Regions from separate parts of the Anser cygnoides genome. Here region 1 is linked to region 2. The links are chromatin contacts, called in public Hi-C maps. All regions are on one chromosome and are shown on one strand. Each heading gives the region's core, a stretch centred on a gene start, on an enhancer-like site or on the middle of the called end of the contact. The rest is flanking DNA. Distances are from core to core; before and after follow the strand shown. Region 1 overlaps ADGRV1 (adhesion G protein-coupled receptor V1). Region 2 holds the start of ARRDC3 (arrestin domain containing 3).

Region 1 (4,339 bases), core at 1,558-4,057, 150 kb before region 2:
GCATTTGTTATGTTACAGCCCACAAAGAGCTTTGCGTGGGGTGGTGGTGGTGGAACAAAACATGCAGATATATATATATAAACAAAAAGTACATACTAAGTAGTGTTGTGAAGAGGAAGAAAAGCACAATGGAATATTTTCTTTTCTTTTTTTTTTTTTTTTTTTTCTTATGCTTCCTGCCAAGGGGCAGTGCTGTGAGCACACAAGCCTCACGTATGTTTGGCAGTTTGCATATGCTAACATCTCCTTTTTCAGGGAGACTTACATGAAAAGGCTTGCTTTAAAGAATGGACAGAAAAAAGAATTAGGAATGTCTGCCCTAAAAGCTAGTACCAGGAAAACACTTTCTTGATTGTGAGAAACTGTAAAAAATAGTAAAAGAAAACAGAAAAATAACCTTATTTGTAGTTTATTATGTTAAAGGCATTGATAATGAGTGATACAAATGGCAAACAAAATTTAGATATAAACAGGAGCAAGACAGCAAAATCAGTCATGTAAATCCTTATATAATTTTAAAATGGCAGAGTTAATAAAAAAGATACTCTAAAAAAAAATCAAGCAGGTTTCTACCAGTTTATTTTCCTGGCCAAGTTCTGAGGGCTACAAGACTTACGGGACTTCTGGGAAAACCTGCTGGGACACTCCAGAGCTTCCAGTGCTGTGGAAGTCTTGATTGTATTAACTCAGTGCTTGTGCCAGATCCCTGCTGCTGCTGCTTCTTTGGTAATTGGTGCTTCCTGAGGATTTACTTCCAAAGGAAAAATAAAAAAAAAATAAAGAAAGAAAACACCTAGGTATAAAGTTGTTCAGAAACATTACTCTAGAAAGTGGTATAATGAGATGGCTGAAACACAGTGGGCCACGTTCTAAAGCAGCAGTGGCTTACATTTTGGGTTCTCATTGTAGAAAAACATTTCTCAGGCACTTTGTTTTTTCCCCCTTTCCCAGCTGTTTAGCTCTACAGTAATAGCAACAGCAGAGAAAAACAAGAAAGTGTTTTTTGCTTTATTATGCAATAGGTCTGGTTTATTGACAAGGCTGTTGCACACACTGACTCAAGCTGAGTCTTCTGAAAGTCCTCTTCTTGCTATTTCAAAACAGCATCTTGGCACTTCTTCATTCTTTGTTCATGGTGGAGTGAATTTTCCCCACTGTTTCCAATGGTTCATAGTACATAGTGGCTCTGTACCTCCATTAATGAATATGGTACTACTTATGAAATAATGAATTTTTATGTGTGAGTAAAGGTGATAGGCATACCACTGTTTAGTTTCTAGCAGCAATTCTCACTGATGTAAAATTGTCTTTTAAAAAGTAGTTGGGATAGCCTGTCCAAGTGTAAACATCAAAGAGCAAGCGTTGGCTTAATTTCTAGGCAGTGTAAGATCCTCTTCTTTCTGAGTTTATGTTTCTTAACTGAACTGATCTGATTTTTCATATCCTTTTTTTCCTCCTAGTTCTCCTATTCCTCTCACTCTCCTCTTCCTTTTCCGTACAGAGAAAAAAAAATAAAAAAATAAAACTAAGCAATGCTGAAAGTTTGACTGCCACATTATCATTCTATAAAAACTGGAAAAACTGTTATTAAATGTTTTGCACTTTCCTTGAAACTTAAATTCAGTAAAAGAATTAGTTTTACCTATGCTGAATTATCTGTGACACAAAATGGCATGGGCCTGCCTCTGAACTAATCCGCATGAGATATAAACTGGTCTAAATCCATCAAACACAAATGCAACATTCATTGGAGTTCACACCAAACAATATCCACAGCGGTATGGGCAGTAAGAGATCCCTGAGGTCCATTTCCCCATCACTCTGATTAGGTGATGATACCAAATGCAGTGCTCAAAGGAGGTAAGTCTAGCTGTGCTGTGCTTTGGGCAGTAGTATTTGGTTACAGAAGTCTCAAAATATAGTTGTGCATGTAGGTCACATTTTACAGCTGTGCTGGATGCTTTGGGGCAGCTTTTATGGTTCATCTGGGATTTGCTTGCCTTGACCCATAAGCAGATGGCATTTGGGAGAACTGTGTGTCCCAGAAAAAAATTTCCTTTTGAGGAAGGATGATTAAACAAAAGCAAAAGTAAAATCCTGCTGTGATCTTCAAGCTGCAGCTACAGTGAAAGCACACACCTCTTTTATTATTTTCAGCAATAATTCCACAGGTCTGTGCAACCTTTCTCAGTCAACGGCTTTCCTGAAATTAATAGGGTGAGAAGTGTTCGTCCCCTGACTTCAGTTCTTGCTACCCGTTCCTAAGGTAGCTAGGGAGATTGAGCCAGGAATCTGTCATTTTGACATCAAGATGTGTGCAGTTGTCACCTTTTGCTTTACGGATCGAGACCACATCTCAGCGTGGGATATGAAGCAGCTTGTGGAGCAGCTCTGTCTGTCTTTGCAAGACATCCCGTTCGTGAGCACCTCGCAAAGCCACAGCCGTGATGCTGCACCAGGCTGTTCTGCCCTGCAGTGCTGCTCCCGGTTCAGCCCCTATCTGCCGCTCCCGCCGGGCAGAGGCAGGTGCAGGGCCACGATAAAGGGCACTGACTCGCCGCTCTGCAGGCTCACAAATTTATATTTTCAGACTATTTGTGAGGAAACCAACTGGTACTTCCTCCCCAGCAGCAATGTTGCGAGTTTCCGTTCCGCTCCGTGTCCTGCACATGCTGTACTGAGAGCTGCGTGTCTATTTACAAAGCAGGAAAGAGAAAACCTCCCTGAAAACCCTAAACAAACAGTACCCTACATAGTGCACAAACGCCTATTAATAACAGAGCAAACTGATCCAAAACTTCAGGGCTGGAGTTTCTCTGCCTGCATGGTTTGTAGGTCAGAACTGACAATTCATTTATTTTTTAAAAATCACTAGTATCAGGAAAAGCTCGTGGTTCGCTTATCAGGAAGAACATATATTTATATAAGTGCTTAGCAGTAACAGTACTGACATGGGCTTATAGTACAAGCTCAACAAAAACTGTATTGTTTAAGTGAAAATGAGAGACGGCACTTTGTAACTGCTGGTGAGTTTTGTTAAGTTTCTAAGTTGTTTTACCTTGCTTTTTTTTTAGCTTTCCTAAACAGCTTGCATCAATGTTAAAAAACCTACTTGCTTTTAGCAAATTTACTTTTTAAACTACAGAAAGGTCTTTTTTTTTTTTTTTTTTTTTTTTGCCACAGCTAGAAGCAACAGGAACTGACATTTAAATAGCTTCAGATACATATCATGCAGAGAGAAGTGTAATATTTACAATTGTTATGTCTGTCATCTGAAACTTCACACATCCTTTGTGTGAAGATTATTCTCTGAGGCTCGAATCTACTAATAATAGAGAACATCTTGCTTTGTAAAATGGAACTCCAGCAGAGCGCTAGTTTTTTAAAAACTTCTGATCACTTCATCAGGAACACTCTGATTTCTGATATCTGATATCTGAGACAGGATATAATGCTTGGGGTTGGGGCCCAAATCTCCCAGCTGGCTGCATTGTTTTATGGAAAGAAATAATAGGCAAAACAGTTCTAGGGAGAGGTTACAGACATTTAAATATCACTTAAAAATCTTAAGCTGCCTAGTTATAAATAGGCTAATAAATATATAATCTAATATATTCTAGTCTAATAAATAAATATTCAAGATTTTTTACCAATATAACCAGAATTAAAGCTATTTTATAACACTGCACTGCAACTCCGTGTACGAAAACTAGAGTTTAAAACTTGTTACAGCCCATGTGATTTGTCCAACATGGGTTAATCACACAGTGTGTTTGCAGGTCACTCAAAGAAGGCAGCAGGGATTTTCCAAAGAACAGAGGAGGGCTGGTCAACCACAACCTGTAAAGTCAGTGTCAGCAGGATGTGGGCTCTGTCCGGCCTCTTGGAAAGCTCCAGCCGACACCCTTTGACTCAGTTACAACGCAGCCCTACTTTCACCTTAGCATAAGGCCATTTATTAGAGTTACCTTGCGCAAATACCATCAGATGGCTCTCTCCTGGTTATTTTGAGCTACTCTCTTGCTTCAGAGCCCAAAAAAAAAAAAAACTCTATTTCCTGAGAGAAACCTCGTGTTAAAAGAAACCCATGCTTATTGGAGAGTCATCAAAATATGGAAGCCATGCTGCTTTGCAATTGGCCTCCACAGCTTGAACAACCTCTCTGGGACGCCAGCTGTAACTTAGAATACCCCGAGGCTGCCGTAGTTTATGCTGACCAATGTGAAATTGCTCTTTCCTGCTCAGTCCTGTAGAAAAATCAGCCTACTTGGAGGGAATGTCCTTGCTCAGTACGTCCCTGTGAAGATTCCCAAAGCAATGAATCATGAAAAGGGACAGA
Region 2 (4,536 bases), core at 576-3,075:
CGCTGTCAGTCAGCGGCCCGGCTGGAGCAGGAGAGGACCGGCCTAAACCGGCGCGAGCGGATCCCAGCCAGCCGCGCGTATACGTACGGTATACATTACACCGGGGGGGCGGGCGGAGGACGGGCAGGAGGAGGAGGAGGAGGAAGGCTCCGCCGCGCCCCCCTCACGCCGCCCGCTCCGGGCCGGGCCCCCTCAGGGCCGCGCGCGGCGACCGTTACCGGGCGGCCGTTGGTGGGGGGGGGGGGGGGGGGGGGAGGGAGGGGGGAGAAGGGGGGAAGCGCGAGCCCTCTCAGCACCCCCCCCCCCGCCAGCCAATCAGCGGCTGGCATCGCCCTAGCAACAAGGCAACAAACTGCGGGCGGCCAATCGGGAGGCGCGCGGGGGGCGGGGCTTCGGCCGCCAGCTCTGAGGGGCGGCAGTCGGTGGGAGGCGGCGGTGCGGCGCAGCACGGTGCGGCCCGGCTCATCGCGGACCCGCCGGCCGCTGTGCCCCCCCCCCCCCCCCCACCTCCACACGCACCCCGAGGTGCGGAGCCACACCTGTGGGTGGCCGGGACGGGGCCGCCGCCCCCCAAGCAGGGCGTGCGGGTGCCAGCCGCAAAGCAGGGGTTGGGGATCGCTGTGAGGGCTGCCTCACGTCGGTGGCAGGAATTAGAAAACACAACAAAAAGAAGGGGAGAGAAGGAGGTCGCGGTCTGCTTCTGCACAGATCGTAGGAAAGCTCCACGCACGGTGCGGAGAAGCTTCTCCAAAAAAAAGCCCGAAGGCGTAAAAAAAACCACGTTTCTCCTCAGAAGGAAGGGGAGAAAGAACCCGGTTTGTCCCCAAGGCGGAGACACCCCAGCCGCGCTCGGCTCTCCGCAGCGAACGTGCTGCGTGCTGGGGGGGGGAGGGGGGGGGTGTGTGTGCAGGCACCGAAAAAAAATAATAAAATAATTAAAAATGGGGGTGCGGAGCGTTGCCCATTACATAACCGGCTCGGGGACTATTTTCCTGTGCTAGGAATTAAGTCATCGCCACCACCTGACGCGCGCAGCCAATCTCCGCCGCCGAGCGGCAGCACCCCCCTCCCTCTCGCCAGGACCGGTCCCAAACAGGATTGAACCGCTTCTAACAAAGGGTGGAAACTTCGCAAAAACAACCCCGGAGTCCCTCGGAGTTTTTTTTTTTTTTTCCTCCTTTTTTCTCTTCGCCCTCCTCACCACCATCCCCCCCCCCCCCCCCCCCCCCCCACGCGCGGAGCAGGGATGCTGCGGGGCCGGGCAGGGCGCGGCGGTGCCGGCTGCGGGGCGGGGGGCCGGGGGAGGGCAGAGCCCCCTCACCTCTCTCCTGGCCGATGAGGACGTCCTTGTGGTTGAAGTACTCGACCTCCTCGGTGTAGTTCTGCGTGTAGGCGGTGTTGGAGCCGGCGTTCCGCGACTCCGTCCAGCGCACCTTGGCGTGCCCCCGCGCGTGGATCTTGAGCGACTTGACCCGGATCTCCCCCGTCACTTCTAGGTTGACCCTTCCTGAGACCGTGTCCCCGCTGGAGTACACGGGGACATTGCTGTCGTTCAGACAGTCGAAGCTTATCGTCAAGCTCTTCACCTTCCCCAGCACCATGGCGTACAGCGAAGCGTAGAAAAATAAAAAGGACCGTACGAAAAATAAAGCTCGAGGCGAGGAGGCGCCGAGGGCCTCCGGCCGCTCGCTCCGCCACCCACCGCCGCCGCCAGGCAGCCTCGGCGCCGACCTACAGCCCCGGCATGGGGCGGGCTGGGCGGGCGGGCGGGCTGCGGCGGCCCGGCTGCCGGCGCTCGGGAGCGCTCGGAGCCGCCCGGCTGCGCTGCGCTCTGCCCACAAAGACGGGGCCGTGCCGCGGGCACCCCGCTATAAGCGCGGCGAGCGGCGGCCGGCCACGCCCCCTTCCGCCGTCGCCACGCCCTCTCCGCCAATCACCACGCCCCCTCCCGCCGTCGCCACGCCCCCTCCGCCAATCACCACGCCCCCTTCTCTCCTAGCCCCGCCCCTTCCCCTATCACCCCGCCCCCTTCCCCGCTCCCGCGCATGCGCGCCGCGCTCCCACCGCCCATCCCCTTAGAGCGCGGCCGCCCCCAGAGGGCCGCGAGGGCCCCGCCGGGCCGGGCCCGGCCCCGCCGCCGGCCGTGGTTGCGCTGTGTGCGTGCGCCCCCGTGTGCCGCGGGGCGGCCGCGCAGCGCCGGGCTCCGCTCCCGGCAGCGCGGGGTGCGAAGGAGCGGCCGTGCGTGGCTGAGGAGCTGCGGCTGCCCCATCCCTGGCAGCGCCCAAGGCCAGGCTGGATGGGGCTGGGGGCAGCCTGGGCTGCTGGCAGGTGTCCCTGCCCATGGCAGGGGGTGGCACTGGGTGGGCTTTAAGGGCCCTCCCAGCCCAAACCATTCTGTGGTTCCATGTGGGATGTGGTCCAGGTGAGCTCAGACCGTGCGCGAGCTTGTGGGTCGGCGTCTGCTATGTCAGATTTTACTGATCTGTGGACACTTAGGGGTTCCGCACACATGCCTCACCTCACGGCAGGCATCCTCTGCCAGATCCCGGACTGTGTTTCTGGAAGAAAATGCAGTGGGTGGTAAGCCTGCTTCTCAGAACGGCACCAGTAAATCCATCTTTCATTCTAACAGTGAGACAGTGAACAATTTGAGGGGCTGCAGGCATAGCCGAGCATTCTTGGATGTTTTTCTAAATATGTAGAACCAAGTCCGCTGAATTTAGTAGGGCATTTGGATACCCATGCTATGCTAAACTGTACAATCTTTGAAGCTAATTCCCGTATATTGCTATGCTGTTGTTCTGAGTTAATTAAAACATGTCCTGAGTGATCAGATGTGCTGATTTACATGAAAGTTGACCCAGTTTTCAAGACTAATTCTATTTTCCTCTTAAAGCTTGGTTAAAAAACCAACAGGCAGTATACATCAATTTCATATTCACTCTGTGCTATGCGCCCACAGCATCTGAGCTGAGCTCTGGTATGAAATAATGACCCAGTGCCCCAATAAAGACAATTCTGCTTTTGTTGTTGTTGTTACTGTTTTTTCTTTCTTTTTCGTTTTTCTTTCTCTTGTTCTTTCTTCTTTTTTCTTTTTTTTTCCTTCTTTCTCCTTTTTCTTTCTTTGATTTTTCTCTTTTTTCTTTCTTTTTCCTTTCTCTTTAGTCTTTTTCTTTTTTTTTTCCCTTTCCTTTCCTTTCCTTTCCTTTCCTTTCCTTTCCTTTCCTTTCCTTTCCTTTCCTTTCCTTTCCTTTCCTTTCCTTTCCTTTCCTTTCCTTTCCTTTCCTTTCCTTTCCTTTCCTTTCCTTTCCTTTCCTTTCCTTTCCTTCCCTTCCCTTCCCTTCCCTTCCCTTCCCTTCCCTTCCCTTCCCTTCCCTTCCCTTCCCTTCCCTTCCCTTCCCTTCCCTTCCCTTCCCTTCCCTTCCCTTCCCTTCCCTTCCCTTCCCTTCCCTTCCCTTCCCTTCCCTTCCCTTCCCTTCCCTTCCCTTCCCTTCCCTTCCCTTCCCTTCCCTTCCCTTCCCTTCCCTTCCCTTCCCTTCCCTTCCCTTCCCTTCCCTTCCCTTCCCTTCCCTTCCCTTCCCTTCCCTTCCCTTCCCTTCCCTTCCCTTCCCTTCCCTTCCCTTCCCTTCCCTTCCCTTCCCCTTCTTTCTCTTTTTTCCTTTTTTGTCTTTCTCTTATTTTCTTTCTCATTTTCCTTTATTGTCTCTTATTTTCTTTCTCGTTTTCCTTTTTCTTTCATTTCATATTATCTCTTCCCTAAAAACATGAGTCTCCTTCCTGCAGCCTCTCACCTCTGTGCCCTTTGAGGAAGGAGAACGGATTGGGATCAGCATTTGCAGTATCTCGTTTTGTTGGTTGTAGTAGGCACAGCTCTACACTCCTGAACTGACAGGATTTTATGAATCTAGTAGTTGTTGGTATGTGAAGTTAAAGCCTCAGATTCAGGAACTGCCTTGGCGAGGTACGAATCTCATCTCTAGGAGAGACCTTCAGAGCAGACAAGTCCAGAAATGAGCCAGTGAGGAGTTCACCAGCGTAGCTCAGCAATCGGAGCTCAAATGGATCGCTCGGTGGCATTGGCCTTGCACGCGTGTTCATTGTAAGACCTGACCTTAAACGTGCCTCACAAGTTCTGGGAGCTCAGGGTTCAGCACGGCAAGTCCAGCAGCACCTCTGCCCCCTACCCCTGCCCACCACCCCTTCCTTTCACCCCCAGGCTCCCCTCCCCGAGCCTGCCTCCAGCCGCCAGCCGTTCCTCCTGGCCGCCAGCCCGCTGCTGAGCCCTGCTCTCGGCTCACCTCCCACGCTTCCTCCTGCCCAGGTTGTCCCGACTCGCCTGGGCCCGTTTCTCACCAGAAATGCCACCCACCTTCTTGCTGCTCTCCTCGCCGGACCGAGGCGGGCTTGTTGCCAGCCACCTCGCACATCACCTTGCCGTGACGTGCGGTGGTGTGTAGCTTAAAGGTGGGGGTTGGACGCACGCGTTAACGCTCGGTTTGGTCAAGTGAGCACCGTGAGCAACAAAATTTAGATCAC

What was found. Hi-C and Micro-C count contacts between places; a contact is called where the count stands out from the background.
Region 1: a contact with region 2 is called in a Hi-C map of liver, with 3 times the contacts expected there. The contact joins the enhancer-like site here to the promoter of ARRDC3 in region 2. A contact is called at or near these places in 3 of 7 Hi-C or Micro-C datasets (all in liver).

The regions. Positions count from the first base shown.
Region 1 is chrZ:3,562,124-3,566,462 of Taihu_goose_T2T_genome, reverse strand. The region is part of intron 84 of ADGRV1 (adhesion G protein-coupled receptor V1); the gene reads left to right. Among named protein-coding and RNA genes, the nearest start is that of ARRDC3, 150 kb to the right of the region's middle. Within about 2 kb of position 2,807, at least 1 of the 3 cell types and tissues checked has open chromatin away from gene starts, as enhancers often do. A contact at or near this core is called in liver, where this site is marked.
Region 2 is chrZ:3,414,078-3,418,613 of Taihu_goose_T2T_genome, reverse strand. ARRDC3 (arrestin domain containing 3) reads right to left here and starts at 1,825. Exons shown (of 8, transcript XM_013193308.3): 1 at 1,322-1,825. The coding sequence starts at 1,601.